2 separate regions of the Mus musculus genome follow, and region 2 is linked to region 1. Evidence: chromatin contacts called from public HiCAR-type data. All regions are on one chromosome and are shown on one strand. The core of a region is the stretch at or near the end of the contact, and the rest is flanking DNA. Distances in the headings are between cores, read along the strand shown. Region 1 overlaps Gja1 (gap junction protein, alpha 1). Region 2 has its middle 40 kb from the start of Fabp7.

Region 1 (6,139 bases), core at 2,710-5,209:
GGGGAGAGAACACACACAGAGCAATAGCCTTTGCTTTTTAGGTGGATGAGTGCTTTGTCTGAATGTATGAATGTACACAGTGTGTGCCGGATGCCTACGCATCCAAGGAGGGATTGGGTCCTCTGGCACTGAAACTATGTCCTCCACAAGAGTAGCAAGTGCTCCTAACTGCTGGGTCATTTCTCCAGCCTCTCTGACTTTTTTAAAAGAAGAGTTTTTGCTTGTTTTGTTCTGTCTTGCTTTTATAGACCTGACTCTGACCTTAAATTTGTCAGGATCCTTCTGTTTCAGCGTGCTAAATGCTGAGATTACAGGCGTCAACAACCCTGCCAGGTGAGAGTCCCCTGAATTCCCTCACAGATAGTTATGTAGCCTATCTTATTCTGGGGTACTGGAGCTGTGGGAAAGCAAGCTTCCTCACAGTTCACGTTCTAGAGGAGGATCCTGACAGTAAGCAAATGTACGTTACGTGGCACAGAGGAAAGCTGGGTTTTTTTGTTTTTTTTTTTTTAAATTGGACAGAGGAAACAGGAAATTCCGGGACCTGGGGAAGGGCTATTTCATAGTTCCTGCTCAGGAAAGCTAGCTAATGAGGTGAGACCTGAAAAGAAGAGTGCAGATGCAAATATTTTGGCAAGTTAGGGAAGACAGGAAAACTGAAGAGAGGTGAGTCAGGCTAAATGCTAGGGTACTGAGTGGAAGCATTCATAGACTGATTTTATCTTGATAAAACTTATCTGCACATTAAAATTCAGGTGTGTTCATTATGTACCAACTTAAAACTGGCCCCCCAAAATCTGGCTGTGGTTGGAAGTGCAGAGGAAGATGCACAAGGAAGCATTTCGCATGAGAGGCGGGTTTCCTTATAGAATTTAAAGAAAAAAAATTGGAAGGAGGGATTTGCATTTAAGTTTTAGACATGCAGAGCCGGGCGTGGTGGCGCATGCCTTTAATCCCACCACTCGGGAGGCAGAGGCAGGCGGATTTCTGAGTTCGAGGCCAGCCTGGTCTACAGAGTGAGCTCCAGGACAGCCAGGGCTACACAGAGAAACCCTGTCTCGAAAAACCAAAAAAAACTTGCAAACTTTATATGCCCCAGTACAGGGGAACACCAGGGCCAAAAAGGGGGAGTGGGTGGGCAGGGGAGTGGGGGTGGGTGGATATGGGGGACTTTTGGTATAGCATTGGAAATGTAAATGAGTTAAATACCTAATAAAAAATGGAAAAAAATAAATAAAAAAAAAAAAGAAAAAAAAAAGTTTTAGACATGCAATGTTTTGCACTTGGCACACTAGGAAGTAGAGCGTGGTGGTACACCCCTTTAATTTCAGCACTTGGTAGACAGAGGCAGGCAGATCTCTTGAGTTCAAGACTCACCAGGACTACACAGAAAAACCCCATCTACTCAAGGACAACAACAAAAACCCACAATGGTGCTGGAATGATCTCAGCCCTTGGAAGGCTGAGGCAGGTAACCACCCAGGCACCAGTTTAAGGCTGAGGTGAGGACCATGGAGGAATTGGCAGGGTGGGAAGACTCACAAAGCAATACGTCCTCCATTAAATTGCCCATTAAGTGGCTTTAATCAGGAACTTCTTTAGGCATTTCCTTGTGGATTTTTAGATAGCATAATTTTATCTAAAATATCAAAGGACTTTCATCTAAATACACTTCACATGTTCTATGATGATTGCTACCTAGGCGTGGTGGGTGGTGGTGCATGCCTTTAATCCCAGCATTCCTGAGGCAGGGTAGGCAGATCACTTATTCTGAGGGCAGCCTCGTCTACATAGTGAGACCTTGTCCAGAAAAGACTGCTACTAGCTGGGAGTGTTGGCACACACCTGTAATCTCAGCACTGAGGTGAAGAGCGATCACCCCTAGATACTAAGCCAAACCTAGTGCTAGAAGTGGGCTGCACGAGAGCCTTCTCAAAAGATATTAAATCTCAATTTAATTAATGGTCCATAATTTTACTTCTTACTCAGCATTCTAGTTGTCTGTTGGAAAGTATGTACAATTAAAAGTCAGTTATTCCAGTTGTTATATTATTGTAATACCAGCAGCATGGGATTCATTCGCCTGCAGCTTCTGTAGGGATGATTTGCTAAGACTCCAGGGAAAGACACAGTCGGCTACATTTAAACTAAGATGTAAACTATTTTGAAGACGACTCATTTAGGTTAAACAGTTTTCATTCCTGTGATCTCCGGCAGTGGCAAGGAGTAAGTGAAGGACAGAACCAGCAGAGCCAAGAGTGACCTCACTTCACAGGTGCCGGAGAGCTGCTGTCCCCAAATGCTCTGTACCTCTAACTAAATATTTAGACACTGGCCCTCTCTCCTTCCCAGATGTTTCGCCACTCGGAAATATTTTAGGCAGAAAAACACCCAATCTTTGGAGGGGCCACTCATTGCCTGCTCTCGCCTCCAAGACTTTACTTTAGAACCACCTGAGACATTTGATTTAAATAGTAACAAACAAAACAAACCCCCCCCCCTCGCCGCCAAAGACTGATCTCCCAAGGCCTCACCTTGCAGAAGTTCAGATTCAATCCACTCTTGAGGGACAGGCATATGTTCCGTCAGCAAATGCTGCTTGTGTGACTGGTGTAGATGGAAAGCTACTTGGTAAAGAGACCAAGTGTGTCTCCGGCTTTGAGCATCTGGTCTAGGTGATTGTGGAGAGAAGGCAATCGTTCTAACGTGGGATACCAAAAGTTCTAGAGTAACCAACCTGGTCACTGCCTAGTCTGCTACTAGGGACTGGAGATCTAGCTAGTTTGAGCACTTGTTTGAGCCTGTAATCCTGGCAGAGGTATAGGCAGGTGGACCATGGCCATCCTTCAATGTGTATGTACAGGTTTTGAGGATACATAAGACTCTGATTCAAAGGAGGAAATAAGTGGGGGGGGGGAGCTATATCTGAGAACTTTGCACAAAGCTTTAATTTAGTCCATGGTATAATTACAAAGCTTCAACTTGAGCATCTAGATAAAAAGTGAGCACCACGAAGCCTGCTTCCTCTGTGTCAAGCAAGGCATGTACCCATCTTGTAAGTGTTGTTGATAGCTTGAAGAAAGAAGGAAAGATGGTAGTGCCAGGGACTCTGTGAACATAATTAAGCCCTTTTGTTATAAAAGAACATTAATATTTGAACTAAGAGAGAGGTCTGGTTGTGAATGCCTATATTGTAAGCACTTTGGGAGAGTAACATGAAAAGTTTGCTGTAAGTTAAAAGCTAGCCTGGGCTACATACATACTAAGCTAGAGTCTAGTCAGTATCTAAGCTAGTATCTAGCAAGATCCTGTGCTGAAAAACCAAAACTGCTTTTTTTGGGGGGGGGGGGAGGGAGAGTTGTTTTTGTTTTGTTTTGTTTTGTTTTGACTAAAATTTAGAAAAGTAGAAATATTAAGCAAGGTCTAGAAAACAGAGGAACAGCCAGTGGATTGGAGATAGTGAGAGCTAAAAGCAGAGAGGTAACTAAGTTTGGAGTCACAAGATGAGCCATCACATTAAGCATTATTTGATGGTGTCTACGATAGTGGTAATGACAGGTATCTACATGTTACAGGAGCTAGAGTGCCCAAATTGGATAATTCATATCTTATTCGGATGAAAGACTGTAACTCATTAATGCAAATGACTGCTGCGTGGGTGCTTAAAGAAAAGACAGCTTTGCAATTAAATCGCTGGTGCAATAAAAAAAAGACTTACCCAGAGAACTGACTGGTGACCCAATTCACATGCCCTGGCACTGGGAATATTTTTGTGGAATCTCAGAATTATACAAAAGTCAAGTGTCTTACTCCAGAATATTAAAAACTTAATGAACTTGCACCAGTTCCCCTCAAACTATACTTTACCTTGAACAGCAAGGAAGCACTGGGTCAGTAGAGGCGCATGGGGTGCCCGCTCTGTGCTGAGCAAGCTGCTTGCTTGATCTACTGCTGCATGACCGCGGTGAGATGCGGGCAAACAGCTGATCACTCTGTTTTCACCACCCTACTCCCCCAACGAGTGGATAACTGAGCAAAAGCAGATGACCCTGGCAGAATAGTACAATTCTTTACAAACAGAAGTGGGGCCAATTTACACATCATCACATAGAACTGTCTGGATATGGGCTCCAAAGTTTTTCCTTGTTTGCTTGACCCTTGTGGACTACCCTTCACTCCTAGTCCAGTATTTTCTGCTAAATTAGATAGAGGCTCTTTCTTTTATGTGCTCGAACCATTACACTGTCCATCAAGATTATCCCCTTCTCCTCAAGCCTGGCTGTTTAACTCTGGACCGTGCCAGACTTCACTCCTCTCTGTTTACACGTCATATACTAATGTCACCTTCTGAATTGTCATTTCACAGTCTGAAATACTTCCCAGAAAGAAGCAGCAAAGTCCTTTGTCTACAACTTTTTAGAAAATACTATTTGCGCGGGCCTGCCCACCCACATCTTACTATTCTAGTTTTGGCAGGAATCTAGCCATCTTCAAAGGCACCCGTGGAGTGGGGAGAGAGGTTCCCAACCCCACCCCTCCCTCAGGAGCTATAGGCAGTTCATTATTGGATCTTTGACTACAACTTTTCTGAAAGGCTCTGCTGAAAAGAAACAGCCTCTGTGTCTGCTACTTCTTGCTTTGACTCTGATTACAGAGCTTAACTTTGCAGCCCTTGTCGGCCTGGAACATTGTGTAGACCAGGCTAGCCTCATGAGCATAGTGATTCTCTTCTTGTTTCTACATGCTAAGTGCAGAAACTATAGGCATGAGGTTCCAGCCCTGGCTAGGTGAAAGTGATTGCACTGGCTCCAGGCCCAAAGTTCAGTAAAGAACTGTTAAAATGCTAAGTACCACAAGATGAAAAGCTTTTTTTTTTTTTTTTTTTTGACAAATGCCTACCCCGTCTCTCTGTTGTTGTTTTGCATGTTACTTGATGTTTTAATTTTATTCTGTATCGCCTTGCCTGTCCTGGAACTCACTCTGTAGACCAGTCTGGCCTTTAATTCAGAAATCCGCCTGCCTCTGCCTCTCGAGTGCTAGAGAATCAAAGGTGTGTGCCACACCACCAGGCTCAGAAAATACTCTAATGTGGTCCCTTTTTGTTTATCAAGCTGTTAAGTAACAGTGAGACTTTTTTTTTTTTTTTTTTTAGACAGGGTCTCTCTGTATAGCCCTGGCTGTCCTGGAACTCACTTTGTAGACCACGCTGGCTTCGGACTCAGAAATCCGCCTGCCTCTGCCTCCTGAGTGCTCGGATTATAGGCGTGCACCATCATGCCCGGCACAAGTGAGACAAATTGAACTCAGTTGAAATGTGTACATTAGTCTGAAGATCTTATGTAGGCCGACTTTCAGGGTAGCCTCTGTCTCACAGCTCTAATCCTCCTCCCTCATGCTAGGAAAGTATGAGAACACATGCCTATAATCTCAGAAGGCAAAGATGAGAAGATAACATGTCAGGCTAATATAGGAGACCCATGAAAAAGAAAGAAAGAAAGAAAGAAAGAAAGAAAGAAAGAAAGAAAGAAAGAAAGAAAGAAAGAAAGAAAGGGTTCAGATGAACTTAATTCAGAATGTGCACAAATTACATGTTGGATATGTCAAGGTGAAACATTTCAGAGTAAAACTGGTCTAGCCTAGCATCTTGGGAAGCAAGGCTGGTTGCTGAAGGTCCGTCACTCAATCCTTTCTTAGGTGCCTATACTTTATTTAATAATACATGTCAACGTTTTGCTTAGAGGCATACAGACCCTTGGACTCCCAAGAAAGAACTGGTCTTATTTATCAGACAACTAAAATAAGCAAAGGCACTTGGTAGGTAGAGCCTGTCAGGTCACATGGCAAGGTGGTGTCCAGAGCCTTAATACTAAATACATCTTCGGCAAGTTGGGCTCGCTCTTCTCCCTGTATCTGGGTGCTATTACTTCCGAGTCAACTTCATCTTTGGGAAATGCTGCCAGATTTGCCCTTGGATTCTGTTTTGGCTTGGGTTGAAACTGCCTTATTTTGACTGACCCCTGAAAAAAGAAACTATATATGTGAAACCATCAATTTACAGTCTACAATCACTGAGTTGTTTTCGTGGTTTTTGTTTTTGTTTTTCTTAGGAGGTGCCCAGACATGGGTGACTGGAGCGCCT
Region 2 (6,139 bases), core at 1,131-3,630, 1.4 Mb after region 1:
TGCATACCTGGCATCTTCCAAGCTCAATGCAGAGGCTTTCTCTCATGGCCCTGGTTAATTATTTCATGCTCTTTGCTCCAGTTTCTTAATGTGTAAGCTGGTGAATTATTATAAAGGTAAAGGAACCAAATATTGGCAAAATTCTGAGAACAGTGCCAGACACACAGCAGAAATTGCTGCTATCTGCCAAAGCATAGAGGCTTGCCACAACTTTAAGACCCCTGATTTATTTCCAGATTATGTAACAAGACATCTCTTCTCCCTCCTTTGTCTTTTCTCCACCTTCACAGTATTTTCTTGTCCAAAGCTATGATTGCTTCATTAGTGCCTTCCTTTATTCTTCCCAGTTAGTAATGGCAGTTCTCAGAACGTCAAATGCCTGCTGCTATTCAAAAACCAGAACCCTGGCTCAAAGGAAAGGTTGAAGCTTGTGTTGTTAACACCGGGTTGAATCCAGGAGCCAATTTCTCATTGAGCATAACACAGCAGAAACCGTGAGCCCGTGCTCCTGGGGAAATGGTGTTTGCTAAGCACACGAGAAAGCTATTTAATGCTTCAGGGAAATATTCATACAAAATTGTTGCTTCTGATTTCCACAAGTGAATAAAGGAAATTCCGAGGGTGGCCTTGAGAACTCACACAGCATCCACGGAGAGTCAGGACAGAACTCTGAACCAGAGTGTGCACTGCTTCTCTTAAACCAAAAGGCCACACTGTCCATATTCATTCAGACAAGAGTTTTATTCAGTCGGCCTGAATCCTAGCGAAACCGAAAAGCTATATACAAGGAGAATCATATTAGAGCTATTTGTTTGCTTTTCCTTCTTCCTTCCTTCCTTCCTTCCTTCCTTCCTTCCTTCCTTCCTTCCTTCCTTCCTTTCTCTCTCTCTCTCTCTCTCTCTCTCTCTCTCTCTCTTTCTTTCTTTCTTTCTTTCTCTCTTTCTTCCCGCCTTCCTTTCTCCTCCTCCTCTTCTCTCTCCTTTTCTTTTTAATTTTAACATGATATTTTGTTTTTAATCTCTTGTTTATGTTTTCTCTCTTTTTATAGTACATATCTTTTGGGTCTCCTCCTCTCCCTTTCCCTCCTCCTCCTCTTTCTTTTTCCTCCTCCTCTCTCTCCCCCCCACAAAAGAGTTTAGATGACAAACCCAATAATCATTTAACTTATCATTAATTTTCAGAATGTGAACCAAATGGAAAATCTGTGGTAAACCCACAGATTGGGTAGATGACCATACTTGTAGGAGACAAGGATGAGTGTCTAGATGGGAGAGAGATAAAGTGCTACTCCCAGACTTAACCTTTGTGTGTGTCCTGGGGCTTCCCGCGACAGTGAATAGAACACAGAGACATTCTGAGACAGTATTGGGCACCTTTGGAGTACTACAACGGAAGTACCAGTGATAACCGAGAGACTGAAAAGGTGTGCTTGTGATTTCACAGGTTTCTGTGCAAGGTCATGGTGGGAGCATGCAGTTGGAAGACCGGTTCATCTCACTGTAGATTCCATCATAGATCCTACCTCCCACTACTCTGAATAGTACCATGGCTCTGATGAGGGAACCCTTCGGGGGACGGCCAAGCTGCAGACTGTAACAGGAGCAGCATACAAACAATCTGATATCCACTGACAAAAATTTGAAATCAGAGCATATTGAGCGCATGTGTTCTGTTCCATGTGCCTTGGAGGGGCACATGTGACTGCGCAGCTTCTCCAAGGTGTGGGCTAGCCCAGCTGCTGAGGCCTTGGGGAGCCACTCTTCAGAGAGTAAGATATTAAGAACAAAGGGCTTGTTACTCCTTTGATTCCATGGACTTGACTTTGGCAGTTCTGTGAGAGCTCCCAGCGCACTAAATAGACGTTCAGATATTCCTGTTTTATTTTTTTTTAATCGATTTGGATTTAAAATAACGGGGATTTACTTTTTCCTATCAATTTTTCGATGTCGCAGTGTGGTGGCTACTAAGAGGGACAGAGCAAGGCAGCCAGTTTGTGTGGATTTGGGTGGATTTCTACCTAAAATTGGGTAAATGATATTGCTTCTTGGGTAAATTATTTTGCTTACATGTTCACAAAATTAAATACTTATGTATGAAAATTCATAAAATGGACACCAGGTGGCGATGTCACTCTACCGCTAACACATCAAAGCCAATCTGCCCAGATTGCCCTAGGTTTCCAGATTATTTTTGTTGTTGTTGCGTTGTTTTTACTAATGCTGCTGTGTGTTGGTGGGGATTATCTTAAGCGGGCAGGGGTGGAATCACCAAACTACAGTTTTTCACACACACACCCCTCCCTGAAAAGATGCCTTATCGGACTATAATAAAGTACTCTAATCTGGCTACTGGTTTCTTTTCAATTTTAGGGAACACTATTGAACTTAGGTGCCAGGAGAGGGAGCTATAGTGCATCTTTAAAATAAACTTAGGCATGTATAAAGGCTACGGCTTTTTCTATTCAACAGTTTCTTTCTTATATGCAACACAACCAGCTAGATTTTATTTATTAATTTAATACGGTTGTGCACAATGCTTTTTTTTATTAAAATCAAATTACAAACAATTCTGAATTGTGTAAAACTTTAAGATTCAAATAGGCCTTTGATGCCTTTCAAGTTAGAAGCACTATTTGCCAATTGAGACTTATTTGGATCTCTCAAAGCAGCTTGAGGCAAGTGAATAACATGTGAATGGGCGTCTTTATTCTTGCCTTAGTGCAGAATATCTTCTATCAGAGCACAGCCTCCTTAGTGAGAAAATGGGACTCTTAAAAGAAAGGACATGAGGTTAACTGATTTGCCTGGTCTTCCCAGGGTGGGGGTGGAGGAGATAGCTATTTTCTCACTGTGTGCTGTGTGGGAACGTTGAATGTACAAAGAGGATGCTGGCCAAGAAGTCTTGGCAAGGAACTGTTGGGGACTAAAGGCACTGAGTATAGCTGCTGGTACCACTGGAGTATTTTCCCTAGAGAGGACACATGCAAGTGATAGCATGAGAAGAACATAATGTCTAACACTAAGCATTAACTATTATCCTAAGTGCTTCATACATAATTAGTTCTGACTATAGCCCTATGCATGAGAGCACATGGCCCAAAATGGCTACCCAAGATGAGCCCAGTAAGAGGCAAAGACAGGTTTTAAAGCAAGGCAGGCTGGCTTCAGAAATGGAACTTTCAAACTGTGGACTTCTTTTTTGTTTTATGGTTTAAGAGTTTATTATAGAAATGCAGGGGAAAGAGAGAAGAGAGAGAAAGGGGGAGGGGAGAGAGGAGAGGAGAAGACAAAGAGAAAGGAGAGGGGAGAGAGAAGTGAGAAAAGTGAGAGATAAAGGAATATAGGAGTAAGAGAGCCAAACTGTGGACTTCTATCATCTCCCCAGATAGCAAGAGACACTTCCATAATAGTTCTCTGATGTACACATATCATTCTGAGAGCTTTATTCACATGGGTCCTTATAAGTCATATACTCCCGTGGTATGGTACTACTATTGTCCCTGTTTTGCACCAGGAGAAACTGAGGCACAAATGAGTTAAAAGGTTAAGGTGATTATTGACGGTGAGGATGTGTTTAAAGGCAAGAATGCTTTTTATTGGGCTGGAGAGATGGCTCAGCAGGTAAGAGTACTGACTGCTCTTCTGAAGGTCCTGAGTTCAAATCCCAGAAACCACATACATGCACATGGTGGCTTACAACCATCCGTAATGAGATTTGACGCCCTCTTCTGGTGTGTCTGAAGACAGTTACAGTGTGCTTAATCATAATAATTAAATCTTTTTTTTTAAAGAAAAAGAATGCTTTTTATTTATAACAAAGTCCTTTTGAAGTTACAGAGCAGATGCAGAATTCAGTGTGGATTCCTCCGCCCCGGGGTTTCTTTTGCTTCTGTTTATGCCTCCCCTCCAGGTTCTCATGAGCTATACCATCTCTTTCTAAGGTACTGCTATAATCATTGAATGAATAATTTTTGTTCTTGGTGCCTATTAGCTGGGATTTAAGTACACACACAAGGTCACTAAACATGTAGAGAAAACAAGACACAACTTATTTCACTTCCTCTGCACTGAGGGCCACACCCTGTAATAATTCTGCTTTTACTACTTTTACAAAAGGTTGCAGGGTCATGACACATGTCTGCTTGCTTCCTGTTACCAGCCAGTCTTTGCTAGTATTCTCTGTTAACACAGACAGGCTGTCTGTAGGTCTCTGGAGCAGGTGTTCACCTCCCAGTGATAATTAACAAGTACACAGTCTCACTCCTCAGACCAGAACATCTCTGTCTCAAGAAAATGGAAGTTTATGAAATGGACCAGGAGGTAGTGAGGCAATGATTACTCCATGATGATCAGAGACTGGGGGGATGAACTGATCAGTTAACTCTGCCTATTAGCAGAAAATGAGGCTCAGCGGCTGGGTTATTCCATCACTAAATCCAAAAGAGGGAGAAAGAATACTTTGCTTCTTTGCAGGTACTCTTTTATTACACATTCCTAGAGTTTCAGTTTTCTTAAACTGAAGTTATAGGAAAGCTAACAACCTAGACTTGATAGTCTTTGAATTTGGGGATTTATTTTTGAGATATTTTAAAAGAATAAAACTCTGGCAATAATGGCCTGTTCACTCTTGCAAACAAATTTATATTTTATTTTCCCTGAACTACTTATTTTGTTTTTTTCTAGTTTGAGAGGAGACAGATGGGGCATATTGCATGTGATCTCCAGAAAAGTACACTCAAACTTGGTGACTTTGTTTCTCAGCATTGACTGAAGGTATTATTAGCAAGTTCTTCAATGCTCATGCATGACAGCTTAATTCTACACGAGTGTGCTGAGTCCTCAGTCCTTACTACCTCTCCAAGATATGGAAACATTTAGTTCCATTCTGATGCCTGCCTAACTTTCCTAGGTTGCGTACATGTTACACTGTGTTGCCTTGGTGATAAGCCCTCCTATTTCAGTGAGTTGAACTCATAAGAACTTCCTTCCTTGTGGAAAAAAGCTTCCTGTGCCCCTTCATTGCACCCCATTCCTGTTCCGGATGGCTCTGGAGTTCTCATAGAGCTATTAGGTCTTCAGTGGCCAGAGAGGGTGAAAAGAGGGCCCCCTCTATGGCTGCCTCTCTGAGTGCTCCTACAAAGCTTCTGCTGTCTCCTCCGTTCAGGATCAGCCAAATGATGAGCAGCAGCATCAGTGTGGGTCACATGACAGAGTAAGCTGTGATAAGTGAAGGCTACAAATGAGGCAATGGAGTGAACTCACAGAGGAAGGCTGAACTCAAAAGGAATGGCAAGTATTTCAGATGAGAGGTGCCGAGTGGCGACCAGAATTGCATAGGTGGATTGTTGAGTTTCACATTGTGGTACACACAGAGAAAAGCAAGGTTCAACATTGAAAATGAGGTTCTGCAAAGATCCCGAAGACCCAGGAAAATCAGGCTGAGACATCTGGGTTTTGTCCCTGTAAGCAAATGCAAACAAAAGCAAATCCTACCTTGTAGTAGATAAATGAAAAGTGGGCAGCAGTCAGCAAAAACTGACTTGTAGTTTCCTCCTTACTAAGGTGATAAAAGTATTCTGACAAAAATGATTTATGGGAGGAAACAATTTAGCTTAAACTCCTAGGTCACAGTTCATCCTTGAGGGAAGCATAGGAAATCTTCTCCTAGGCTGAGGTTCTCACACAGGCTCAAGCTCAGCTAGCTTTCCTCATATAGCTCATGACCACATGCCTAGGGACAGTGGGCTGGGCCCTCTCTCATCAGGTAACAAAAGACAGTTCCACCCACAGACATGGCCATGGGCCAATCTGATCTAGAACATTTCTCAACTGAGACTTTCCTATCAGATGACTGTAGGCAGGGTGAAGTTGACAAAATACCTAACTACAAAAAAACAGACATGCTCATCAGAAAATGAAGGTATTAGTAAATTTGAACAAAATAAAATCCCACATTCCTTTGATCAACAGACATCTTTGCTCATTATTCACAAATACCTCTTTGATGACACTTGATAACATTTATTGCATATCCACCTTCCTTCCCCTAGCTGATGATTTATTCACAAAAGCAGTCTCTCCTGAGATGAAAATTTCCTTCTCTGTTTGTTTTGTAATTGCCTGAAAAAAAAAATAGCATT

What was found. HiCAR-type assays count read pairs that join an accessible place to other places.
Region 2: a HiCAR-type map of astrocytes shows a contact between it and region 1, with 3 times the contacts expected there. The contact joins two enhancer-like sites. A contact is called at or near these places in 2 of 39 promoter capture datasets (embryonic stem cells and hippocampal neurons), 2 of 115 datasets of contacts at active chromatin or transcription factors (astrocytes and embryonic stem cells) and 1 of 9 other capture datasets (embryonic stem cells).

What each region holds. Positions count from the first base shown.
Region 1 is chr10:56,381,427-56,387,565 of GRCm38.p6, forward strand. Gja1 (gap junction protein, alpha 1) reads left to right here. Exons shown (of 2, transcript NM_010288.3): 2 at 6,108-6,139. The coding sequence starts at 6,121. Among named protein-coding and RNA genes, the nearest start is that of Gja1, 7.2 kb to the left of the region's middle. Within about 2 kb of position 3,960, at least 21 of the 459 cell types and tissues checked have an H3K27ac peak or open chromatin away from gene starts, as enhancers often do. A contact at or near this core is called in astrocytes, where this site is marked.
Region 2 is chr10:57,741,536-57,747,674 of GRCm38.p6, forward strand. No RefSeq gene overlaps it. Among named protein-coding and RNA genes, the nearest start is that of Fabp7, 40 kb to the right of the region's middle. Within about 2 kb of position 2,381, at least 59 of the 459 cell types and tissues checked have an H3K27ac peak or open chromatin away from gene starts, as enhancers often do. A contact at or near this core is called in astrocytes, where this site is marked.